2 separate regions of the Mus musculus genome follow, and region 2 is linked to region 1. The links are chromatin contacts, called in public HiChIP or PLAC-seq maps. All regions are on one chromosome and are shown on one strand. Each heading gives the region's core, a stretch centred on a gene start, on an enhancer-like site or on the middle of the called end of the contact. The rest is flanking DNA. Distances are from core to core; before and after follow the strand shown. Region 1 overlaps Gm33474 (a long non-coding RNA gene). Region 2 overlaps Tgfbr3 (transforming growth factor, beta receptor III).

What was found. HiChIP or PLAC-seq counts read pairs in DNA pulled down with a chosen protein or histone mark.
Region 2: an H3K27ac HiChIP or PLAC-seq map of extraembryonic endoderm stem cells shows a contact between it and region 1, with 4 times the contacts expected there. The contact joins two enhancer-like sites. A contact is called at or near these places in 4 of 115 datasets of contacts at active chromatin or transcription factors (T-cell acute lymphoblastic leukemia, epiblast stem cells, extraembryonic endoderm stem cells and 1 more) and 1 of 9 other capture datasets (embryonic stem cells).

The regions. Positions count from the first base shown.
Region 1 is chr5:107,057,525-107,060,224 of GRCm38.p6, reverse strand. All of the region lies in intron 3 of Gm33474 (a long non-coding RNA gene), which reads right to left. Among named protein-coding and RNA genes, the nearest start is that of Gm33474, 10 kb to the right of the region's middle. Within about 2 kb of position 1,429, at least 25 of the 459 cell types and tissues checked have an H3K27ac peak or open chromatin away from gene starts, as enhancers often do. A contact at or near this core is called in extraembryonic endoderm stem cells, where this site is marked.
Region 2 is chr5:107,267,603-107,270,568 of GRCm38.p6, reverse strand. The region is part of intron 1 of Tgfbr3 (transforming growth factor, beta receptor III); the gene reads left to right. Among named protein-coding and RNA genes, the nearest start is that of Tgfbr3, 21 kb to the left of the region's middle. Within about 2 kb of position 1,703, at least 108 of the 459 cell types and tissues checked have an H3K27ac peak or open chromatin away from gene starts, as enhancers often do. A contact at or near this core is called in extraembryonic endoderm stem cells, where this site is marked.

The DNA of each region.
Region 1 (2,700 bases), core at 180-2,679:
GGGGTTAAGAATGCTTGCTGAAGACTTGAGTTCAGATCCTATTGCCCACATCAGGTGGTTCCAACCACCTGTAAGTCCAGTTCCAGAGGCTCTACACCTCCCTATTCTGGCCTCTGTAAGCACCTACACTCATATGTTCACATGCACAAACACACACACACACACACACACACACACACACACAGATCTTAAAACAAACAAACAAACCCCTCCCCCAAAACAAAACTCTGGTGAGGACACAATGAGAAAGCATGTGAAACAGTATATTATTCTCCCTCTCCTGACATCATCTCTTGCTTCTGTCTTCTTTCTCGTACCAGTCATATATTAGCAAATGATACATGTTAGGTGTTGCTGTAATCGTGTAGTTATTATAATGCATGACTGAGAGTAGAGGCTATGTCAATATTTGTGGGCACAGCAAATAAGAGAAGCTCTATTTGATTGTCTTGGTAATTAGACTCTAGGCTACGTAGCTCCAAGGGGACTCACCCAATGTGGTCATGTGTCACAGTTGAGCCCTACTTGTGAGGTGTCTAAAGGGGAAGGGCTTCAGAAGTGGGCCTGGTTAGATAAAGCCAGGCATATGTCAACCACTCAACCACATCCCCATTCCCAGACAGGGTTACCTCTGTGAAGTCAGCCTGGAGGTCTCCACAACGTGCTGTGTTGACTATGGGCCACTACGGAGACATCTCCATGCTTCTGACCATCTCCAGGGAGTCAGAGCCACACCAGCAGTGGCCTGGCTCCTTCGCCGCACACTCTGTGGAACAATTACTTGGCTCCTGAGGGAGGGCTACCTTCCATGTTCCCTGGTTCCTTCTGTCTGTTTCTATATTGAGAATACAGGGAATAGACTGAAGAGGTCATGTATATCCAGGACAGGTGAGCTGCTTGGTGGAGATTGACCTCCTGGAACCCCAGGGAGGAGAGTTTCACTGGGTCACAGGTCCTTCCTGATCCCCATCCATACAAGGCTATTCCTTCCCCCCCCCCCCCAGACAGGGTTTCTCTGTGTAGCTCTGGCTGTCCTAGAACTCACTCTGTAGACCAGGCTGGCCTCGAACTCAGAAATCCATCTGCCTCTGCCTCCCGAGTGCTGGGATTAAAGGGGTGCGCCTCACAAGGGCTATTTCAACTCATGAGATCCAAGGCTCTCTAGGTCATCTCTACTCTGAGGTCACCAACACCCACACAGTAAGGAGTGGGTGGAACCCTAAAACCAACTCCATCTGTTTGTCTCTTCAGATCCCTGCAGGCACGTCCTTAGTCTTGTGACATGACCAGCCGTGCTTGCAGAGGCTCTGTCTACAGCAGTGGGCTAGGGAGTACCCGGGGCTGTGCAGCGATGGTGAACTAAGGGACTGGTCCCACTCACTTGCAAAGCTCCAGGGAGCCAGGGCAATGACTTGAGACCCTGCTTGGAGTCCTGCAATAGTGTCACACCCTGCCACACACCTTCAAGTATGACAGGAATGTGCAGCTTGCAGCACTGATCAGATTAAACTCAGATCTTGGGTGGAGGGTGCTAAAGTGTTGGATTTTTGGGTGTTGCCTTTTTTGCCTATTTGAGAAGGATTTGTAAAATGGGAGCTGAACATGATAAATGTTAAAAGTAAGCAAACAGATCATCACACATGTAAGGAAAAAGCAAAATAGTTAACTACGATGATGCAGAGCATGAGCCATTAATGTTGGAAGATGAGACCATTGTCTTTCTTGGAAACTCCCTTCTTAATCATGGCTGGCATTTATTGGGGCAATTACGATGTAGCAGGCTCTGTTCTAAATACTTTCTTAAATAATTTATTCCCCATCAAGGATAAAGGAAAGAATGATATCATTGTTCCTATTCTCTAAGCAAGGGTGATGAAGGCCAGAGAAGTTGAATAACTTGTCCAGTGTTGCAGAGCTGGAAAATGGAAGGCTTGTACCCAGGTTTTCTGGCACCTCTGGGCCAGGTTATCTTTTAATGGAAAAATCTTTTAGGCCAAGTCTTAGAAACTTCTGCCCTGTGCTTCTGTCAGTACTCAAGCAACAGAGTAAGATATGAATATTGAAATGCAAATAAATGAATAAATGAATGAAGAATAATCTGCAACCACAAATCTTTCCTGGTAAGAGCCCAATTTCTAAAGCAAGAAAACAAACAAACAAACAAACAAACCCCCTCTGATGTTTGTCCACACTGTGTGTTCTTCCTCGGCAGTGCCCTAAGTGAGTGTCTGTAAGCCTTTGTTATTCTGTGCCTCAGCTCTGGCCTCTCCTCCACATTCTCTTCCTTGTTTGCTTTCCTACCTTGAGTTCTCCTCACTAAGCTCCAATATACAAAGTTTAATTTAACAAAATTTTAATGTAACATGGGCTTTCGTGTTGGTTTGCTTACTGCATGGATCAAGTCAAGTTCTTGAAACATAACTACACTGGGAAAGGATGCTTGTCAATGCTGGAGTTGGTCAGAGGGAAGGGCTGGAACATGGTGAGTGTGTGTGTGACAACTTCCCAGTGAATGTGGTTAAGCTGTAGTATCTCACACAAGAGGGATGCAGGCTGCAGCCATTCTCAATTCAGAGATGGGGAAACTGAGAGACAGGGGTGTGGCTTGTTCTGTGGGTGGAGCTTAGGGGTCTCTGGGCTCCCAGTTAAGATGTTGATTAGGGGCTATCTTCTCCCAGCTGTGTCCCCTAAGTCCCTCAG
Region 2 (2,966 bases), core at 454-2,953, 210 kb before region 1:
TGTTATTATTATTATTGTTGTTGTTATTATTATTATTGCAGGCACATGTGTGCCACAATATGCCATGTCATTTCTCTGGTCCGAAATAATAGTTGTTTTGAAATAACCTTTATACATATTCATATAACATTCTTTGGTCGTAGTCACTCTCTAGCTAGCTGACTTTAAACAGTTATTTATTATATGTCAAGCTTTCAAGTATGTAAAGACTGCCTTTCTTTTCTTTTTTTTCTTTTTTTTCTTTTTTTTTGGTTTTTCGAGACAGGGTTTCTCTGTGTAACCCTGGCTGTCCTGGAACTCACTTTGTAGACCAGGCTGGCCTCGAACTCAGAAATCCGCCTGCCTCTGCCTCCCAAGTGCTGGGATTAAAGGCGTGTGCCACCACACCCGGCTTAAGACTGCCTTTCTTAACTGAGTAACTGAACAGTTACAAGTTAATTGTGAATTATGTCTCACTTTGAAAGGTGTCCTGTACTTAGCCATCTTAAGAATAGCTAGCACATTTTTTTCTTCCTGGCTACCAGACATCCATTTTGCCACATTTCCCTCTAAAAACAATGTTTTCCCTTCATTAAAACAAACAAACAAAATCTTCCGGGCCATCAAGATGGTCTAACAGTAAATGTGCTTGCTGTGCATAGCCTACACCTGATGACTGAGTTAGATTCTTAAACTGACTCAGAGCTGGAAGAGAAAGGACTTCACAAAGTTGTTTTCTGACATCTGCATGGGCTGCCCAATGCACATGTACACACATGTACATACATGTACATGGTGTCATACATGCCCCCATACACCCACACAAATGTACATAGACACATACATATACATACACAGATACACATACAGACACACACCACACACACAGATTGACAGATGCACACATACCACACACAGACAGAGACACACCACACACACAGAGGAACATACACACATGTACACACACAAATATATATAATATATTATATATAGAGACACATATACAACGATACACACAGACAAACACATACACACCACACACACACAGATGGATAAATATACACACACAAATATACATAGACACACACATATACATATACCAGATACACACACACACACACACACACCACACACACAAATTGACAGATGCTCACACACCACACACGGACAGAGACATACCACACACACACACACACACACACACACACACACACACACACGGAGGGACATACACACATCACACACACAAATATACACACACACACACACACAGATACACAGAGACAGACACACACCACACAGACGGACACACAAACACACACAGATAGACACAAACACGCACACACACACACATTCCTTCCTTAGTCTAGGCTTTTCTAAGTAGCTCCTTTGGAGCGTGGGTCTAGATTCGTGGTGCTGTCAAGGATTTGGTTGAGCAGGCTTTCCTCAGCTAATCCCTGTATTTACCCAAATGCTTTGCTGGTTCTCAGGAATGTGCAGCAGCCAGCTCTGATTAATGGTCTCAGAAGTAAACACAGCATGCTCCGAAATCAACAGACTTAGCAAGCGGCACATTCTTCTTTGTTTTTAACCTGTGAGTGCCCCCCCCCCCCTGTTTTCTTCTGCTAATTTGTGGTGCTAAAGGCTCCCATCCCCAGCAGTGGAGCACACTGCTGTGAAGCTTTGGGTGGCGAGCAAAGAGATCACTCTGCAGTCGCCTCCAGATTGTTCCAGGGTCTCAGTGGTTCTACTTACGCACTCACACAGCTCATGAGCCCAAAGAGATTTCATGATGTCAAGGCGGGTCAGCAGCTAAGTGACTATGACAGAACCTCACCTGAAAGAGGAGTTGGTGTTTTCTGGTTTTATTTCAGAGGTACACAATTATGGAGGCCTGGCTCCACCCAGCATTCAGCTGAGGGGCTGGATTCCTGAGTCATGCCACAGCTCTGGTCTGTAGTCTTGGCTGGACATCAGCCAGGTGGGACCCCTGGGATTCCCTTCCTGTCCTCCCAGGCCCTAGAACTCTGTCAGCACACTGGGGAGATTAGACAAAAAAAAAAAAAAAAAAACCCTCGCAGTTTGCTTTCTTTTCGAACACGTTCTCATAAAGAGGGGCTTCAGCTCAAAGAAGCTCCTTCTTTGTTCACCACAGCTGTGTGGAGTCTCAACTTGTCCTGCACTTCCTCGGAGATGTCTCGAGATCCGGAGTGAACTTGCTGTGGTTGCCTTTGGGCATCAAACTGTTTAGCTTGGCTCGATTATATAATAATTATATAATTGCCCAATATTCTTGTCAGCAATTTGCAGGCCGTATTTTTAATAGGGCCATTTGCCTTTCTTTCCATGGTTCCTTCAGGACTGGTGTAAGCTCCTGGATTATTGCAGCGCAGCCCCACAGGCCCTGCACAGATGTGAGCAGAGGTGACGCGCGCCCTGGGCTGCCTGTGGTTATTTGCTCCATAAAAATCCTCCTGTAAACCATCTTCTCAGTGCTCCTTATGGGTCTTTGCTTTAGTAAGATTTCTGTTGGTGTTCGTTGAAATGGTATATTCTTTCAGGGAGATTTCTCTTTATTAACCCGTTTAGGAAATCTAATTTTTGAAGAAAAAAACCTGGAAACAAACTCTCCAGCTTATTAACCCATTTAGGAAATCTAATTTTTGAAGAGGAAAAACGGGAGACAAACTCTCAGTGTTGTTGTCGAGTTCTTAAGCAAACAGACATTTCCATTTATCTGATGGTGAGAGAAAGGCGAGGCTTCCAGGGGTTAGCTGAAGTAAATTTCGTGGCTTTCAAATAAGTTTTCTAACTTGTCAGCATTGCTGGTAACTTTGTTCTCCCTTGACCTTGACTTCTTTCTCCCTGTGGCAATACACAAAACTTGTTGGGCAGGAGCTAAGAATTACATGAATGACCGACCACACTCCGATCTTTTCAGTTATCAGCAAGAAGACCTCAAAGAGAATGGGGTAGTGATCAAAATA